Linked DNA regions of Drosophila melanogaster: all the other regions are linked to region 3. The links are chromatin contacts, called in public Hi-C maps. All regions are on one chromosome and are shown on one strand. The core of a region is the stretch at or near the end of the contact, and the rest is flanking DNA. Distances in the headings are between cores, read along the strand shown. Region 1 holds the start of RpL6 (Ribosomal protein L6). Region 2 holds the start of Mccc1 (Methylcrotonoyl-CoA carboxylase 1). Region 3 holds the start of mod (modulo).

Region 1 (3,136 bases), core at 37-2,536, 460 kb after region 3:
TGAGTACACCAGCACCAGCACCATTTCCATAACCCCGACTTCCGATCGAGTGTAAATAAGCCCGGCGACTTTGCTGTAAATATTCAAGTTCTCTCAACTAACAATTGTGCAATAGATTCCCTATACTTCAGTAACCTTCTGAACCACAGCCTGAAGATCAGTTCTGTGAAAGCTGTGAGTGAGAAAGCAGAATCCGAATACATTGTTAACACAGTCGAAATGCGAAACAAATAATTATATTTAAGCGACGGAGATCATCATGTGTTCGTTTAAGCTTAGTCCACTATAAATAACAGCCAATTGACGATTAGGCGATTAAGAGAAAGGTGAAAGCGGTGAAAATATGTCTAGCACTAAGTTTTTCTACCATCGACTGCCACGGGCTGAGATTTCATAATTTTAACAACTAGCAAATTTTACATTGTATTTAGCGCGGAGTTAGTTAAATATTTGCAAGTATCAACATCAAAAACATGAATGAAAATCTCAATTATTGTATATTTAGTTTTTATTTGACGACTACTTTTATTCATGATAACAATGATGGTGGGCAATTGCCCATCGTCAAGTTTTGAGCTTATATTCGGTTGAGGTTTACACTTTAGGATTAGTTACCACACGAAATGAATTCATACTGTACATTACGAACCACTCATTTTATTTATTTTAAATTACATCCTGTAACTAACAATTAGACTCTACTTTAGGCGTCCACCAGAATCATTATAAGCAAATGGATCATTGTGTAAAGAAATGTGGAACAAGTTGTTTGAAAACAGCTGAAGCTCGTGATTTAAATCATTATACACATTACAACAAATAAATGGAAAAAAGTATTATTAAATGGTAAATGAAAAGGCGTGTCTTCAATTTATTTTATCTTTAAGCTGACATATTTCGGATTATTTATCTTTCTGACTGTTTAATTTTTTAAATTGGTCATTCAATAAATCGACCGTTAAGCTTATCGATTTTTATTGCAATAGATTTAAAACGTTGCGATACTTTTTATATTGCGACTGTGTGCATTTTTTTTATCGATAGCAGACCCGATTACACAAATAATGCTATAAACATGAGTTCTAATGTTAATTAAAATCCACTGTTATAGGAACTGAAACTATATTTGTAACTTTCAGCTCTTGAGTAGAAATAATCAATGCTGGGGAAATTATGTTTTAATTTGGGGTATATAGATGGTATGTTTACAAACTGAATTGGTATTTCTTCGGTAACCGGGTGGTATTTTTGTATCGACCGCCCTGGTCACACCGCTCTAGACATAACCTTCCTTTTCCAATAATTTTTGTGCTGTGTACACGTGTTTCACAATGGCACCCATCGAGAAAGCTAAAAAGGTGGCCAAGTCGGCCAAAAAGGGCAAGAAGCACCCCGTCAACTCCTACCTGAAGGGCGGTATCCTGCGTTACTCCAAGGCCCAGGTAAATATCGCCGGAAACAGTGGGGAAATGGCCTCTGGCCCGAGTGACGCCTCCGCCCGATGAGAAGGCGCAGCAGCGTGGCTTACTTGTGGTTCTCCGATTCCAAGGGATCCGATACTTGCTCATCTATCCGCGGGATGGACCACACACCATCCACCCACTTTGAGTTAGTTTTACTTGAAAACTCAGTATTCGTCAGTGCGGTTCCTGAATCCAAATGCATTTATTTTAATTCCCGTGTGTTCAAGTGGCTATGAGTACAAACCATGCATACTTTGCCTAAATTGTTTACTCTTCTCACAAATAAGTTCAATAATCCTCAATGCCCTTGCTTGTGACTGTGCAACAAGTGGAGCGTATTAGTGATACACGTAAACAAAATAACCCCCTAGTTCAAAGGCTTGTGGATCAAGGATCAAGCTAACCACTTTTCCAACCTATTTCAGATGTACAAGCGTCGTGCTCTGTACCGCCTGAAGGACAAGAAGAGCCCCGTCGTGGAGAAGGCCAAGGTGCCCATCAAGAAGGTGAAGAAGATCGGAGGACCCAAGAACGGCGGTGAGCGCACGGTCTTCCTGAAGAAGAGCAAGGCCTCCTACCCGACCAAGACGTTCGTGAAGAAGCGCCCCTCCAAGGCAAACTTCAGCGAGCACAAACGCAACACGCGCCGCAACCTGACCCCCGGAACCGTGCTCATCCTGCTGGCCGGACGCCACCAGGGCAAGCGCGTCGTCCTGTTGAAGGTCTTGGCCTCCGGACTCCTGCTGGTCACCGGACCCTTCGCCCTCAACTCGTGCCCGCTGCGTCGCGTGTCCCAGCGCTACGTGATCGGCACCTCCTCGAAGGTGGATCTCGGTGCCTTCAAGGTGCCCGAGCACCTGAACGACGCCTACTTCCGCCGTCTGAAGGCTAAGAAGGACAAGAAGACCGGCGAGGCCGACATCTTCGCGGCCAAGAAGGAGCGCTTCGTGCCCAACGAGCAGCGCAAGAAGGACCAGAAGGAGGTGGACGCCGCCCTGCTGAAGGTCATCAAGGCCCATCCCGAGGGCAAGTTCTTCGCCAAGTACTTGCAGAACATGTTTGCCCTGCACTCCTCCCAATACCCCCACCGCATGCGATTCTAAGCGAGGGGATGGATTTGGTTCTTCAGTTTAAGGATTTCTAAAGCAAAAACACTGTACAAGCGCGCCCGCTGGTTAGACTAACAGGATTTGTAAAATAAACCTTACAAAACGGAAAGTTTTGGCCTTTTCATCAAAGAACCCCAGCTGTGACGATTAGTTCATTTTCTAAAATCCAATAATTGCACACAAGCATCAATTTAAATTCCTTTCTACAATTTTATTTCATTGATATATCCTATAAATTATAAAATAACAGCTATAAAGTTAAAATTCCATCAGATTAACATATTTGGATCAACTACAACTTCGATTTACATTAGCGCTAATTCTAAGTGCTGATATGATTTGAGCTCTCTTTGGCCACTTCGATAGGATCGGGGTACTCCGGCTGCAAGTGCAGAGCGCCCAGGAGTTTCCGCCTACCGTGGACGTACCACAACATCTCTCGGTAGGATCGCGGGAGGACTTCGTCCAGCACCTTGTCCGCCCGATAGGTCAAGTAGAAGACATTGGTGGTCTGCACTTTGCCGCTCTTGGCATCCCAAATCTGGGCCACGGTCATCAGCTGGA
Region 2 (2,982 bases), core at 221-2,720, 260 kb after region 3:
CACTGGGATCGCCCTTGTTTGGTCGTAGTCTGTAGACCAGGTTGTCCGTGTCCTCATAGATACCATTGAGTGGTTCCGGCATATTTTTGTCCAACTTGACACCCAACACCGTGTACGTGGCGTTCTTCTTAGCTTGCACCGACACCTCCTCGCCGATAAAGTAGCGCTTGCGCAGAAACTTGGCCACTATCATGTTCAAGGTGTTGACCGCCGACTGTTGGGCGTGCTCCACAACCAGAAGGACGGGTGCCCGAAGGCTCTGTTTGAACTGCTCCATCTTCTTGCGAGCCGCCCGCTCACTTTTGACCGCCTCCTCGTAGGTGAGGTTCTCCTTGCCGGTGGCCTCGCACTGCCACACCGTTGAGTTGATCACCATCACGTGCCGGAAGTAGTGTCTGGATAAATAAATTTAATCGATCAGCGTTTTAAGGTCAATTTATTTTGATATAATTGAAGCTTGTCAGAGTAAAACATATTTAGTATGTTTGCTATTTATTAAAATAGTTTCGCGCTACCCAGCCTCTTAAATAATTGCTGATCTTAAAAATATCTAGAAGGATCATATAAGTCGAATTGGGTCAACAAATTCCAAATTCAAGAGCGCGCGCTTTGGCACCAGGTGGCAACTCCGCGGCGAGCAGCTGTGCGGCGGCAGCTGTAATTTCTTCCCGCCACCGAACAGCGTTTTTTTCGCCTTTGGCCCACGAGACTCGCACACTTATGCACCCCTGCGAACACACACACACACACACTGAATGGTGATGTACGGTACATCGTGTGCAAATGCTTTTGCAGCGTCGCTTTTGTTGTATACTTTAGCGCAGCGTCCACCTAATGGCAGGAGAAGGGAAGGGGCAGTTGCAGGAATGGTAGCAGGATGCACTTACTCATAGTCGCGAAAAATGCGCTTAGTGATGTAGCAGCAGAAGACCTGGTCGTTGTCGTGGAATGTTTCGTTCTTGCCCTCCTTCTGATTCAGGTCGAATCCTTCCCGCTTGCAAATGGGCATGTTTGGTGTTTTCCTTTTGCTCTTGAATGTCCTTAAGTTTAAATGGCAGTCCTTCGAAGTGCACGTTTAACAGTTCACAATAAAAACAACCGCGGAGCAACTGATAAATTTTACAACGCCAAGCGACAAGCGCAAAAGGCGCCCAACTTTTCACGCCTTTCCGGAGGGGCTTTCGATGCAAACGGTTTTCCAGCGATACGCGCGTTGACTTCCGACGCAATTATACAAGCTGTCGGCGGGCGACACTTTTCCGACAATTTCTACTATGTTTGTGGCTGGCTTCCTCAACACCAACTACCTAAATCCGTTTATTTTATAGCGCACAATCTATTTTCACGCGCATATTTTGGGGCCTATCGCTCTTCGACGTTAAACTATCGGTTATCGAGTTTCTGCGAACAATGTTACCGAACTTCACGAGCGCAGAAAACCGTAAGGACGCGGTCGGATGGATGTCAACAGTTCGATAAATAGTCCAGAATAATATAACGGTAATATTTTTTATGGGTTGCAACTTAAAAAAAACACAATATACGTAATATCAATTTCCCTAAAAGATATTGATGATATATGATAATCCCCAAAAGATATATGAAACATTAATATTTTCAACCATGCATCTCGTGAGTCGCCCATCTCAATTGCGATCTTGTGCGTGTGCGTTTTTCCAGCTGTGATAAGCGACGATCGCACACTTGCTCTGAATAAAGTATATTTGTTATTTATTCTTACAATTAATTCTACTAATAATGTACGCCAGACTGCTGCGAAACTTCGGCGCAAACGCCAGGTGAGGGAAATGATCGGCAGTTCTTTGTTAAGGCCGCTAAATCAAAAGACTTAATTTCGTTCTTGACGATTACATAAACCTTGCTAATTTGTTTTGGCTTGACGCAGGTGCTTTGCAACAGAAGCCAGCCCAAAAGTTCGGCCTATCAGCAAGATCCTTATTTCAAATCGTGGTGAGATCGCATGCAGGGTGATTCGAACCGCACGCAAGCTGGGAGTTCGTACCGTGGCCGTGTTCTCGGATCCGGACGAGAAGAGCATGCACACGCAGTTGGCAGACGAGTCGTACCGCGTGGGGGAAGCTGCCTCCTCGGCTTCCTATCTTCGCGGTGAACGCATCCTGGACATAGCCAAGCGTTCGGGCGCCCAGGCCATCCACCCAGGCTACGGCTTCCTCTCCGAGTCCGTCGAGTTTGCCGAGTTGTGCCAGCGTGAGGGCATCATCTTCATGGGTCCGCCCAGTTCCGCCATCCGGGACATGGGGATTAAGAGCACCAGCAAGGCCATAATGGCCGCTGCTGGGGTGCCGATCATCAATGGATACCATGGCGATGATCAGTCAGATGAGTGTTTGCAGCGAGAAGCCGACAAAATTGGCTTTCCCTTGATGATTAAAGCCGTCCGCGGCGGCGGAGGCAAAGGCATGAGAATCGCAGAAAAACCGGACGACTTCCTCACCGCTCTGAACTCAGCTCGCACCGAGTCCGAGAAGTCGTTTGGCGACAGCTCTGTGCTTCTGGAGCGGTACGTCCGATCTCCACGCCACGTAGAGGTTCAAGTATTTGCGGATCAGTATGGTGATGCTGTCTATCTGTGGGAAAGAGATTGCTCCGTGCAAAGACGTCATCAAAAGATTATTGAAGAGGCGCCAGCTGTAAGTGCACAAGAGCTTCGGCTATTTTAAAAATAATGCTCATTTATACAACAGCCAGGTTTGTCGGAAGATTTGCGTCGTGAGCTGGGCGAGGCTGCTGTTCGTGCAGCGAAAGCTGTGGGCTACGTAGGAGCTGGCACCGTGGAGTTCATTCTAGACAAAGAAGATCTCTCTTTCCACTTCATGGAAATGAATACCCGCCTGCAGGTGGAGCATCCTATAACGGAAATGATTACGGGCACCGATTTGGTTGAATGGCAGATTCGCATTGCCGCCGGTGAGCCATTACCCCTGAAGCAATCTGAGATTA
Region 3 (2,928 bases), core at 313-2,812:
TATGTGGAACAAATATACTAAGTTTAAATATACTTGAAAAATGAAATAATAAACCAGTTACTTTACCGTTTGGTAGGTTTGTGACAAAAACGATCTGGTTTTTTGGCGTTCCCAGCGGAATCTTGCCAACCTTTACTTTTGGAATTCCTCTATTTTCTTCGGACTTTTCAGAGTTGGCTTTTTCTGATTTCTTGGAAACTGGCTTCTCTACAGGCGCTTCTTCATCATCATCGGATTCATCTACCTCATCCGCGCCTTCACTTTTGGAAACCTCACCAGGCTCCAACTCATCGTCATCATCATCTTCCTCATCGTCACTATTGTACTCTTCATCTTCCTCAGCCTCGTCGTCAATTAAGCCCGCTGCCTCTTCGGTCTGAAAAGTAGACAATTTTCTTATAACCGCTGATGGGAGAGCACCAATAAAGACAATTTTTTTTTTATCGATATATGAACCGAGTCGGTATAAAACCAGAGGATCGTGGGTTATGTGCACTCGTCTTATAATTATAAAATCTTTACAACCACGTGGCAAAGAAAACGTAAAATGGATTCTTATCCATGCAGATCTATATATACGTGCATACTATGCATGTAATGTTAGCCATATCCATTCAGAAGACCACGTTTTTTTTATAGCTTACCTCAAAGTCGCTGTCGTCCCCTGGCTGCTCGTCATTTTGCTCCTCCACATCAGACTCGTCCTCTTCACTGAACTGCGGCACTTCTTTAACAGGCTGTTTTCTGGATTTTTTGGAAGGCGATTGGGGGACTACTGTCTCCTCTTCCTGTACCTTTGTGGACTTGGTTACCCGTTTGGCCAAAGGCTTTTCCTCTCCATTCGTAGCTTTTTTTCCTTTGACGGTGACGGCTTTCTTTTGGGCCATTTTGACAGCTTTTAGAGGTTTTCTGGGCAAAATTAGCAAAGTCAAGTTTGGACTGAACAACGCGTGGTTTCGTTCAATAAAATGCACGTGGAAAAGAGGGACAGAACAGTGTGACCGTTGTGCTCTATCGGTGCTAAGGCTGATTAAATAAAGTATTTTAGAGACTTCAATCTCATTTTTATAGCTCTATTCCACTACTAAATATGGTTTAAAGTCCGTTCATGCACATGTATACATATAAAAATAATAAAAGCCTTTAAAAAATAAAATAAATATTAAACAGTTTATATAAAGTATTTATTTAAGACTTAGGATACAATCTATGATTAGATATTTACCAACGGTCTGATTTTACATGTGTTTATACATTCCAAATGGTAAGTTTCCTCAATCATCAGCTATGAATCATCTGTTTCTAAAGGAATTTATAATATATATATTATATTTCATTAAAAAGCCAAGTCAACCTGCAGTTGCATTTTATCTTAGTAGGAAACTTAATGTTAATTCAAGCAATTGTTAATGGTATTGAAAGAAAAATTATTAAAAGTCACTTACTATGGGCCAGGGCACACTTAGGAAATATAAATAGGTGCCAAAAATGCAAAATAAATATTAATTATAGGCTGCGATTATGGTACGACCAAACATATATCGGTTTGTTCGCACTGAATTGAAATACCAGAGAAGTACATAATTTGTTAGTATGTAATATTCCCTGGTATTTTTCCAATGACTGTCAAGCAGTGCTGGTAAATGGCGGAACAAGTATACACATAAAAAATTAAATTGCAGCACAAGTCCCGCAACGCACACATATATTTATTTAACGGAGTTCCAATTAAGCAGGAACAGCAGAAAAGCAGAATAACAAGCATAACCGCCAAATAACATAATGAACGGTGGTGGTGGAGGAAGTGGAGGAGCAAATGTGAGCAATGGCTCCAGCACCAATGTAACAGCTGCCGGGAGCACTGGGGGCGGAAGCGCAGGCGACGAGACTGGTGGAGATGCCAGCTCCAGACGCCAGGCGACTCGGGTGTTTAAGAAGAGCTCCTCCAACGGCAAGATAACAGTTTACCTTGGCAAACGGGACTTCGTCGACCATGTCACGCACGTGGATCCCATTGACGGTGTTGTCTTCATTGATCCAGAGTACGTAAAGGACCGTAAGGTTTTTGGCCAGGTGCTTGCCGCCTTTCGGTACGGACGTGAAGACCTAGATGTTTTGGGATTAACGTTCCGTAAGGACCTGTATCTGGCGCATGAGCAGATCTATCCGCCCATGCAGCTGGACCGCCCGATGACCCGGCTTCAGGAAAGGTTAATTAAAAAGCTGGGGCCGAACGCCCATCCGTTTTATTTTGAGGTTCCGCCCTATTGCCCAGCCTCTGTGTCCTTGCAGCCGGCTCCTGGAGATGTGGGCAAGTCTTGCGGAGTAGACTACGAGCTGAAGGCCTTTGTGGGTGAGTCTTTGTGGGTCTGATCTTGTGGGTGTGTCCGTATACGGTGGTCAGTCAAAGTCAAAATCATTGATATTTCGCAGTGTGGCACATACCGTGTTTATTATATATGTTGCAATACATTAAATTTACAAATTTACAAATTTTTCTTTTTTCTTTACAAATTTTTCTTTTACCTTAGAGCAGTTAAATTGCGGGTACTATTGTTTCTGAGAATAAAATAATTTATTAAGAATATGGTTACAGTAGCAAAACTAGCTTTGTTCTTTTCTATAGAAGTTAGACTGTAAATTTCTTATATGTGTGGTTTTGTGTAAGTTAGCGCGTGCATCACGCGGTTGGGAACACAGGGTTAATCAATCCAACTACGTCGGGCTGATGACGCAGCGTTCACCTAATTGAAATTCGACACTTCTAATTGGAATTTGAATCAACCGAAGTTGCAGCGCAGTTAATGCTGTTGTTCGCCTTAACCAGGCGCCGCAGTTGGCGGTCTGACGATTTGTGTGCCAACAGCAAAGATCTTACATAGTTTCAAAATGTTTATTTGTTTAGTTTCTAATCTGTATTTAATAATT

The links. A called contact is a pair of places that touch in the nucleus more often than the background predicts.
Region 1: a Hi-C map of the Kc167 cell line shows a contact between it and region 3, with 2.1 times the contacts expected there. The contact joins the promoter of RpL6 here to the promoter of mod in region 3. A contact is called at or near these places in 2 of 107 Hi-C or Micro-C datasets (the Kc167 cell line and cellular blastoderm embryo).
Region 2: a contact with region 3 is called in a Hi-C map of the Kc167 cell line, with 4 times the contacts expected there. The contact joins the promoter of Mccc1 here to the promoter of mod in region 3. A contact is called at or near these places in 5 of 107 Hi-C or Micro-C datasets (the Kc167 cell line, the S2 cell line and the Sg4 cell line) and 4 of 6 datasets of contacts at active chromatin or transcription factors (the Kc167 cell line and the S2 cell line).

Annotation. Positions count from the first base shown.
Region 1 is chr3R:31,594,354-31,597,489 of dm6, reverse strand. It overlaps RpL6 (Ribosomal protein L6), which reads left to right and starts at 1,286. Exons shown (of 3, transcript NM_170554.2): 1 at 1,286-1,442; 2 at 1,889-1,969; 3 at 2,027-2,698. The coding sequence starts at 1,332. The coding sequence ends at 2,566. CycG (Cyclin G) reads left to right here. Exons shown (of 6, transcript NM_001276217.2): 6 at 1-848. It overlaps CG1774, which reads right to left. Exons shown (of 2, transcript NM_143618.3): 2 at 2,771-3,136. The coding sequence ends at 2,895.
Region 2 is chr3R:31,792,395-31,795,376 of dm6, reverse strand. Mccc1 (Methylcrotonoyl-CoA carboxylase 1) reads left to right here and starts at 1,470. Exons shown (of 7, transcript NM_001260462.2): 1 at 1,470-1,799; 2 at 1,907-2,672; 3 at 2,727-2,982. The coding sequence starts at 1,759. It overlaps Acf (ATP-dependent chromatin assembly factor large subunit), which reads right to left and starts at 1,396. Exons shown (of 6, transcript NM_080486.3): 1 at 888-1,396; 2 at 1-395. The coding sequence starts at 1,009.
Region 3 is chr3R:32,050,694-32,053,621 of dm6, reverse strand. It overlaps mod (modulo), which reads right to left and starts at 1,562. Exons shown (of 6, transcript NM_079875.3): 1 at 1,446-1,562; 2 at 1,226-1,302; 3 at 645-1,141; 4 at 67-376. The coding sequence starts at 887. It overlaps krz (kurtz), which reads left to right and starts at 1,629. Exons shown (of 2, transcript NM_080249.5): 1 at 1,629-2,353. The coding sequence starts at 1,783.